Linked DNA regions of Gasterosteus aculeatus: region 2 is linked to region 1. A link is a contact called in public Hi-C data. All regions are on one chromosome and are shown on one strand. The core of a region is the stretch at or near the end of the contact, and the rest is flanking DNA. Distances in the headings are between cores, read along the strand shown. Region 1 holds the start of tiparp (TCDD-inducible poly(ADP-ribose) polymerase). Region 2 overlaps lekr1 (Leucine-, glutamate- and lysine-rich protein 1).

Region 1 (4,925 bases), core at 1,468-3,967:
AAACGAAACCTGTTAAACATCTCTGACACACAACTACAGACGGGTGTGATCTCATAACGATCCTGCAGGAATAATTAAAACACTCCCCGACACGAACAACACAGCGAGAGAAAAATCAGCTGAAAAAGACTATTAGAAACCCATGACTGACTGTTTCTAATGAATCGTTTGGAAAAGGGTTACTGAAGCGGAAAAAATACATACATATAGTATATAACAGTGGTAGATTATATTCACCAGTTTTAGATTTATTTATTTTTTTTTATAGAAAATGAGGTGTGTGTATAATATATATAATCGGACCGCATTGGACACTTCGCCTTTTGCTTTTTTTTTTTTTTTTTTTACTTTGTGCTCTCACTAACGTCATACGTGTAATTACAGCCGCGTCGCCGAGCCGCAGCGATACGATCGCCGCGGGGACGAACCCCCTCTGCGCCTCCCGGGACAGAGTATTTTGATCACGGGAGTCCGATACGCGGCCGCTGCCGTCTACGTGCCGCTTTCACATCGCTGCGTGAGCAACTTTGCACGTAGGCTACTGTCGACACACACAGACACACAAAAACCACACACACACACACACACACACACACACACACACACACACACACACACACACACAAGGCACTGCGGCGGAGCGCCGACAAAAGAAACACGGCGAGCAGCCCGGAGCTTCATCCCACCGCGCAACAAAAGCTCGCCCGACAGACGCTTTCTTCGACGGACTCTGCGGAGCTTATACCCGTAAAAAAAAACGACCGGAGTCGGGAGTCGGGACTGCGGGGACGGGGTAGAGGTTGGAAGGGGGGGTCGTAACAGTAAAACCCCGGTGGTGGAGGTCGTAGCAGTAAAACCCCAACGGCAATTAGCACAATGAGAAGACAAAAACCAGTACCTGCGCGATAAAGTCCGCCCCTCTCCCCCTGGTCTCGACACTCTTTGGTGGGTAAAATCCAGTGCGTACATCGGCGGAGCTCCGTACCCGGTCCGGGGGATTTTTTATTTTTATTATCCGTGCGTGGACCGGACCGTGGTCCGGTTAGGTCTCCTCGTGTTCTTCCGCTGGCCCCGTCGCTCTCATGCTCCGTCTCCACCGCGCGCCGTCCGTCCCTCTCTTTGTATCCTGCTCGGCGGATAGTGCAGAAGGCGCAGGCGAGGAGCAGAGACCGACAAAGGGCGAAGCACAGCTGTGGCGAAGCTCTGCCTGCCTCCCGGCTCCGCGCCGCCAGGCCCCGCCCCGTAACCTGGTCACAGGCGGGGCTTCGCTTCACAGAGGGGGGCGGGGCGGGGGGGGGGGGGTGTCTGGTGGTAATCGGAGGGACGCTGCATGGGGGTGGCGGTGACCCCCTTCTGGGGTCTTCGCCGAGCCCCGGAAGTAGGGATTAAAGACGAGAAATGTCATTATTATACAACTATAAAGGCAGACCAGCCGGGAATAGTCATAAAGCGGATTAAATCAACAGTTTTCTTTTTATAATATCGCGGGATTATTTTCTGATAAAGTGACCCTTTTGTCAGTGTGCAGTTGACACACTTTCGAAAAAAAAAAAAAAAAACATCCACGGGTTTTCCCTTTGAGCTCAATTAAATGGGATGTCGTGACCAAAGACCCCTCAAGGACGGGTTCATGTGATTAGGGAGCTTAATAATGCAACACGGTTTCGAGGCCTACTCTCCAGGCGGCCTAGTTTTGGGGGCCGCAGTGGGCAGCTGCTTTTTGCTGGTTGGTAATTTGGACCTACTTAGTAAAAGTACAACGAAGCACTACTCTCCCACCAAATGGAGTGTTTTGTGAACTGAAAAACCCAAGTAGTCTATTTTGGGATATGATAAATAATTATTTCTTAAACATTAATGAAACAATGTGATACCGCGTAAAAAGGATGGCATTTGAGTACTATTAAAGATGTGCATTTTAATTTGGTTGTCGTAAGTTGGTAACACTTTTAGTGGTTTAAATAAAATCATGGTTAAAAAAACCTCTATGGCACTCTGTTTTTAAAGTCTTGAAATGCTTTTATTGTAATGACATGTTAGACCTTCCAGAAAACTCAAGGCGCAAACTCTGGCTCCCTTTGATGGCAAAGCGTGTCAGAGTTTGCTTTTAGGTCTAACATTACATTTCAATAAAGGCCTTTTAATTCTTTACAAAGAGAATGCCTGAGGCTTTTCTTGTGACTTTTGTGTTTCTGTGTATCTTTTTCCAAAGACCATCTCAACCAAGTCTACTTGACTTTATGAGGCGCTCCTCCCCCCCCAAAAAAATCCCTTGTTAGTTAAATCTTAATCTACAATTTCACTACATATCACAGAGTAAAAAGTAGAAAAGGCTTGGGAAACCGAAGATAAAGAAACACCTTAAAATGTACGGTAAATACTCATAGGACGTTTGAGTGTCAGTACAGTGGTTATAATCCTAGAAATGGAGTGTAATAATCCGCCTTACATATGAGTCCATTAGTGCACAATGTGTTAACTCACGTAGTGAAACATTTGGATGGATCACAGCAGATCATTTCATGTGAGACTTGTTGAAACATTATCATAATTTCACCAAAAGCAGAAAGAGAATGAGTCATTTTCTCATTTATTGTCGTCTCAGCGTATTTACTGGACTGACTGCACGCTTAATCGGTGGCATTTCCATACGGAGGTGAACTGTTTACTGTCAGTACATTGAGTCAGCTCCTCTCTCCTCCCTGTTTTACCAGAAGTAGATTTAGGAACCTGCTGTGCTGCCTTCCGGCTCAAGTTTCGTTGTGTGCAGACAAGCCTGCTCAACCAAGCAGTTTCTAAAGAGAGGCATTTTCGAAAGGGCTCGTCTCCAAGCGCAAAATGCAAATCAACCGCGGATATGATACGTCAGGATTAAAAACAATTCAGGGCTTCTGGCACATTATGCTGCATGCGCTGTGTGGATGGTGTCATGACCTCATGCATTGTGACATCAGAGGAGGGGATTTAAAGGTAAGCCTGCTGTGACAGTCACAAGCTGTGCTCTATTATTCCCCTTCAACAAGATTTAGAGATAGATTTTTAGAATTGTTTCTCATAAGAACGCCTACGTCCAGAAACTCAATCAAATATTCAAGCCATTAGGGTTCAGTGTACAGCGTTTGTCTCTGTCATGATGGGGAAACAACAGTCGGATGAGACACTCAGTCTTGTATTTATTCCTATTGTTCTAGAAAGTGAAATAACAGGAAATTGAAGTCCCCCGCATTTCCCGCTGAGGATCCCTGTGGGAGCCACTATGGAGGAAACACCACATCTAATATGTTATTGATGAAATGATTTACCTATTAATCTCCCCTCTATATTCGTGCACCCACACCTCTTTAACATCTCTGCCCACTAACCCCCTAAACTTTAAGGACAAAGCTGAAAAAGGGAAAACAGCGGTGTGCCACAGCTGCAAACCATTTCACCACGCACAAGCCACCAAGCACATCTCTGTTTTTGATGTATTTATTTATCCATAGTACAGGCCACAGGCTGCGGATCAAGAGGTCAGAGATGAACAGAAACGTCTGCAACCATCGACCAGGGAAACGCGGTGCTGTCAAAGCAGTTCCAGCAAGGGTTAGTAATTGGGAAATTGCAGGCTTGCGGCTGAAGACAGGGGAGAGCTGACGTAGATGAGAGTAATTGCCTGGTTGCATACCGGCGGATCTCCAGCATTCCTCTCTGGCTGACATGCATAACGACGTCCTATTGTTCAAGTTTTGACTTGTCTCAGAGGACGCCCTATAAAAGAGACACTTGCCTGCCAACTTTAGCCTGCGTGTTGCCTTGCAGAAGTCACTGGCTGATCTCCACGCATGAAAGAACAAGTAGCGCGATGGGCATCTGGGAGGTGCTTTCATGAAGCATAATGGAAACATTATGGAAAAACTATCCAGCCCTCGTTGTAAAAATGTACTGATGCTTCAATCCGAGTGGGTGAATTTCTGCTCACGCCCTAAAAAGGAGGTCAAAGATCAAACCAGCCGGGAAGATGCCCGGAGGAGCAGGAACTTCACGCTAGTAACAGTGAACTTATTTGACAAACCAAAAGCACAAAGGTCATCCGGGTGGGTCTTTCTAATTGGCAGGTTAAGGGGCCGCGTCTCAGGCCGCACCCTCTGAACGTTATCTGTTCACATGACACAACTACTGGAGGCAGATCAGTTAACACTGGTGACGGGCCTTCAGCCTCGACACGCCTGTTTTACGCCCAAAATGGTTTCACAGCGTGCAGACAAAAAAAACATTTTATTGACGTAATTGGTGTCGGATGGGCTGTGGAACCCGTGGGTGCCATAGACGACGATGAAAGTCTTGTTGTATGATTATTGTCAGTCATTTAATCTCTTGAATCACGTGAATTTCATTCGGCTTTGGTGTTGTGTCGGATTTACAAGAGGAACGTAACACTTTACTTACACGTTATTTCCCTCAGTCAATTCTTTAACTAAATGTTGCTGCTTAACCTGCATTCAAGTACCATTTTGAATTTTGATGCAGTATGTGAACATTTTATGCATCTGAATACTGGCAGGTTTCACTGATAAAACAGATTGCGGTGTGAGTTAACTACTGAGACTATTGACTTTTTATGACTAAAGTTCCAGATATGTGTAACTTCCAACGCCCACAGCAGGTGCTTTATTTTGTGAGTCAGTGACACAGCATGTTCCATTCTTTCAGACTAAAACTGGTTCTGTGTCCATCTTATACCACCTTAGAGCTGTGCCAAGGCTTCACAAGTAATTCTTTTGTGCTAGAGATGAAACACCACAGAAATGAAAGACTATGAAATAGCCACATGGATACTGGGGGGGAACGCATTGGATAATACTATATTAGAGGTAGTTCTATAGTTATTAATTAATCCAGAACACAACAACAAGACGATAAAACAAGATATTAAGAGATTTGAA
Region 2 (5,668 bases), core at 1,662-4,161, 71 kb before region 1:
ATCAGGATAATCGCGCGTCTCGCGTTAGAAGGAGTCGATCACCGAAAACCAGGAAACTAGGATTTTTTAACAGTACAACGGCAAATAAAGTTTTATTATGTGTGTATGTGAATCTGTGTAAGGGCAAATCAGCATATATCTGTTATTCATAATCAGACATTTGAAGCAGTGAAAAATGGAACACCCTGAAGTTTTTTAAGCACCAAATAAACCAACAGAACTTTACGAAGAGCACGACATGCAGCGGCTTCCCAGATGTTCCCTGCATCACAAGACTGTACAAACTTGGACAGTACGAGAGACAGTATGTAAGACAGCGTGTGAGACAGTATGAGAGACAGTATGTAAGACAGCGTGTGAGACAGTATGAGAGCCAGTGTGTGAGACAGTCTGTGGGACAGTGGATACTCGGCTGCAGCGCGTGATATTCATGTTCATCACGTTACGCTGTGGCTCGAAGAAAATCTTCTTGTAAATAAATGATTCCTGTCTTCAGCATCGATGGCGCTCGTACAGGACGTCGTCGTGATGTCATAACGGGTCTTTCTTTCCAACTAATCCAGCAGCTCAGATGTTTTTTGATGTGTTGCTATTCGGGGGAACCGAAAAGTCATCTTATCCTAGAAACGATCCGGTTAACTCAGTTAGCCACGTACGAGCTTCTTCTAAAATATAATTCATGATTTGTGTACTAAAATACACTAAAAACAGACAGTAAACATAATTTAACATTATAATGTGTTTTAGATTGTGAGGTTATGATAATCAACAGGACGTTGGCACCATTTTCGATCAATCCCGATGTGTGTCCGCCTTAATGATGCAGTTCAATAGCCAATGACAATAGAAAAGTGCTTCTTCTTATGTTTTAATGGATTAATCCCAATAATGGTACTGGGAAAGAAACACTTGAGAAATGCTTTTCATTCCCACATCGATGCTGCCTACAACCAAGCGGTTTACTAGGTCACGCTGGTCCTGCGGGTGCTGCAGGTCGAGTCCTTGCTGTTCAATAAATCCAAAAAGCTCCCAAAACAGCCAAAAGACAAAGGCTTTGTGGGGGTGTCTGACCGGTCCGCATGGCCGACGGGGTTAGCAGCGTGGGTAGTGAAGCGTGTCAAAGAAGCGCGATGTGTTTGCATCTGTGAGCGTGTGTGTGTGTGTGTGTTGAGAGTCGGTCTGAGCGTAACGCGAGGCACAGTGGCTGTGAGTCTGGACAGCTTTCAAACACAGCAATGTCAGCGTGACACTTTCCCTCCTACGAGTGTTTTCTTGGGGTTTTTTTCTCTCTCTGTCTCTCACTCATTGTCTTCTCCTCCTTCATCCATCTCTTCAGCACCTCTCTCCTCCCAGTCTTTCCTCATCTATTTTTTCCTCTCTTTCTATGGCTTTGTTTTTATCTCTCCTCTCTTTGGCCTCGCTCCCTCTTGCTCTCTCCTCGTCTCTCTGCAGGAAGAGGGAAGTGTAGGAGGTCCTTCTCAAAGCGGCAATACAGCGATAATTGCTCTGTGGTCACTGTGACATGACAAGGTTCGCATGGGTAAGGCAACACGCGCACACTCACACAGAGAGGCACCGAAAACTCACAATAATAATACCAAACACACAATAACACAAGCAGAAAGACACACAGGCAGCACAGAAATGGTGCTATAAATACTAGATGGAGGAGAAAGACTTTGTAATACAAAAGCAAACCACAATCTGACCGACTTTCTCCGCATTGCTTCTATTAGCGTCACCGTGCTTACACAACAACGCACAGCGTAACACATGCATGTAAATATCACGGTACTTAATTCCAGTATTGTTGGTGGGAAGGTTGTGACAAATCACCAACACAATAAATGCCAATTTTCTTTTGTTAACATTATAATTTTACAGAGCCTGGTTTTGAAAAAACAAAAATGTTGCTGCTTTTGTGGGGTTAGCATTTAAAATCAGATGCTTACAGTGTGCCATGGAATCAATCTTTTTTTATTGAGTCATTTATCGCTTTCAGTGCCAACAAAGATGTGCAATCTCCAAGAAAAATGCATTTAGGTAATACTGGAAGTGAAAATCTCTCAGTATTACATCAACTGTGAAAAGAAATATTTTTCTATATTTTTTGTCGAGACTCATTATGATTTTTTTCTATCACCACAGTTTTGTTAAATTAGAAAAGGAGCTTTCATATAACTGGCCAGTTATTCATTAGAAAATATATTACTGTGAATTGGTTTGAGGTAACAGTAGATCACAGTAACACACTGCTGCGTCCTGCATCAGTTCTACATTAATAATCGCACTTTAATAACATTCACAGTAATTGGTTACACACTCTCACCTCAACCGACAAAAGCACAGACACACCCAGTGCCTCCAGATACGCTGGTATTTACAGTGCAAGAGGCCATTTATAAGGTGAAAAGTATTAATTAAAGTGTAACATCAAAGAACATGTGACTCTCCAGGGTGTTAATTACAACCACCTTTACAGTTGACTATTAACACACACAGTTTGTGGTTTAGAAGCTGGTATTAATTTTACTATGCAAAAGACACTCCGAAAAATGTTTGTGGTGCCCAACCCCTTAAGATATTTTATTATAAAGTTCTGCAGCTGTTCGATTCGATGTTCCTACGTCAGAGAATACGTCTATTTCTAATGCAGGTAATAAATCTTTGGATGATTTATAAATGTTGCGATAAATCATTTACATAAAAGCTCTCCCCATAAACAGTTTATAGTGTATGACAGAGTGCCGTCCTGCTACTGTTTGTCTGTTAGCCGTGTAGTATGACGTAGTATTGACGTACCTCCTGGCGAACAGACAGAGCGTTAAACACAGATGGGGACAGACAGACGAGGGGACAGTGCTGCACGGGCGGGAGATGGAAAGGAAAACTGTCTTCTGAGAACACAATTGATGTCATCATACTGCTGCTGTCACTATCAACACACACACACATACGGGGAAATAGACACCATGTAGTGTAAGGAAAGCCCGGGGCGTTGGCAGATGGCTGCGGTTCAGCGATCGGTGAAATACAAAAACACACACACACAGATCCATACAACCTTAGACACACTTATTCTGCTCTTTTAACTTTCGATATCTCTGTCAACCCTCTTTTTCCAAAGTGTTGGCTGAAAACTCCCATCCCCCTGAAATCTAGTTGTCTGTAAGCCAGCTGCTGACATCTGCACAAAACGATCAGGGATAAATGATGTTGTCATCTCCATCTGCCCTCGGTGCTTCCCCCCCCCCTCCTTGCTCTCTGTAAAATTCCACAGCCCTTGAGGGTTCTCTAGTTTCCACCCTCTTCTTCTCTACCTAAGCATACCACATTTGTCTGTTCCCATTAGGCAACCTCTTTATGTTTCTCAGCATCCCGCCACCCCTCCCCCCCGTCCTTATTTTTCTGCTTGCCAGAACGCTGGCAAACAGGTAGCACGGTGTGACTGTGGGCTCACGCCCATATCGGCCTGCAGTCTGATACACAGGTGACTGGCTAAGGTGTGTGTGTGTGTGTGTGTGTGTTTTGTGGAGGCCTGCAAATCAGCCCAAGGAGACTGAAAGGTTCTCACACACGATTAGGCTCATTTCCACGGACTAGTGGCTTCTAAGAAAAACTGTCAAAGGCAACTCTAAGAAAAAAGCAGGAGTACGCTTCATTTTACAAATCATCCAACTGAATAAGACACATGCAACAATTATTACAGACCCGGTACAGCAAATACCTGAATTCATCCATAAAATAATAAATAAAAGTCAGGGGCACAGTAAAAGTGACTGGAGAACAAACAGTAAGCGCAGCAGGAAAACCCGGTCCTACTCTCTCGGACCGGCTTTACCCTTGATGTTGGCGTAGCCAACAAACTACAAACTCACAAACTATCCAGGCATTGGGAGGAACACGACACAGCTTATTTGTTCCAGTAGTCTAAAAGTAAGCTACCTGGTCTAAACATATCAGAGGGCGTAGCAAAGAAACTAACAGACACTTAGTTGTTCTTATATCTGCTACAATATTTCCACTCAATGCTCTGCACAAGCTGGAGCGAATCTAGTCTAGTTTCTAAAAAAGCATTTTTTTCACTTAGATAATAAAACTTTAAAGCGTTATTTAATTCACATCCTAATCTACAATGTGTTTGTGCAACAAACTGTTATTTTGGGAGACAATACACACTATGCTAGACAACTAAATGTAGAACACAGCATAGCGTGCAGTTTAACACAACCCCTAATTCAGGTTTCTGAGTTTGCAACTTTATATGCATTGCTTACATGCATGCGTGCGTGTGAGTGTTTGTGTGCGCATTCCTGGGTGTGTTTATTGCATGTGTTGGTTCGTGCAGCAGCTGCCTGTCATGCTCACGTCACTGAACAAACACTTCACTTCACACGGCATCAATACCAACAGCAGACTGCTTTTATTTATCTTCCCCTTCCTCTATCAAATTCTCCCTTGATCCACCCCCAACTCCCTCCACACACACACACACACGCACGCACACACACCCTTGGCAGCCGTTTGGAACGTGCAGAAAAGAGAGACGTGCTGAAAGACCCAACCATGAGGTTAGCTGGAGGTTAGCTCTCCTTCTGGTATTTACTGTCAATGATAAACACACACACACACACACACACACACACACACACAGACAAACACACACACGCACCCAGTAGCTCTTGCTTTTCTCTTTAAGATGTATGGTCAGTTTCATCAGTTTAGAGGTATTACACAGGCCTCCACCCATAAACACACACACACACACACATACACACACACTCCTTCCCTACAAAATTATTTTTATATTTGGTGAGTGACTGTAAACTAAATTGTAAATATACACACACACACATTACAATCCTATGCTGTGGGTGCTGCCCGCAGCCCTAAAAGAGTCCATACAGCATTTAAACTAATATTAACTCCTGCCGATGCATGTTTGCTCAACCCTCTCTCCGCCTTTATTGCAATACGTCTCCATCAGGTCCGCTCCAGCTATGATTAACATACACTCTCTTTCTTGCTCAACCACCATCCTACACCGTCTAAACCTCTGTCTGTTTATACCTCCTTCAGAGGGGAAGCTTCAGTTGCTCCGTGTGAGAGAGCGTGTATATCTGCGGTGTGTATATTTATGTGTTACCTGAGAACGCCTGTGTGCTGTGCTGCAGTATCTGAGATCTGCAGGCCTGCCAGACGGCGATTAGCTGGCTGAGGAAACCTCGTACAGCGGCGAGTTCCCCGCCGGAGGATCGGAGCACGCAGAGAGCCGCTCGAAAGGGCTTCCTGCTGCCGCACACACGCCCCTCTGACACGCACACAAACACACAAGCATTTCATCATTTGGTCTCGATAAATGGGCCGTTCTTCATTGCTGTGTCAGGGATGCCAAGAACAAATAAAACATTTTATGGGAGTTGCGTAAATATTTAGACAGTACAGCTAATAGCTGTTAACGAGTGCAGTCAAAAGTGTGTATAAAGGCAACATTAGCCGTTAAAGGTGTGGCTAAGAAAGTTAGAATCCCAAAGTGCAATTCTTTGAGCCAATCTCTCTGTGGTTGCTGCTCCCTGCTGCAAATATGTGTAACTGTGGGCCTCTAAGCAGAGCGCTTCTGAGAAAGAGCACACAGTGTCCCGTGAAAACACACCCTCAATATATTGTG

Evidence for each region. A called contact is a pair of places that touch in the nucleus more often than the background predicts.
Region 2: a contact with region 1 is called in a Hi-C map of blood and trunk muscle, with 3 times the contacts expected there. The contact joins the enhancer-like site here to the promoter of tiparp in region 1. A contact is called at or near these places in 3 of 6 Hi-C or Micro-C datasets (blood and trunk muscle, skeletal muscle and whole body).

The regions. Positions count from the first base shown.
Region 1 is chr1:5,409,092-5,414,016 of fGasAcu3.hap1.1, reverse strand. tiparp (TCDD-inducible poly(ADP-ribose) polymerase) reads right to left here and starts at 2,717. Exons shown (of 7, transcript XM_040179317.2): 1 at 899-2,717. LOC144411607 (a long non-coding RNA gene) reads left to right here and starts at 2,839. Exons shown (of 2, transcript XR_013468811.1): 1 at 2,839-2,970; 2 at 3,486-4,925.
Region 2 is chr1:5,479,269-5,484,936 of fGasAcu3.hap1.1, reverse strand. All of the region lies in intron 4 of lekr1 (Leucine-, glutamate- and lysine-rich protein 1), which reads right to left. Among protein-coding and RNA genes, the nearest start is that of ccnl1a, 29 kb to the left of the region's middle. Within about 2 kb of position 2,911, at least 2 of the 9 cell types and tissues checked have open chromatin away from gene starts, as enhancers often do.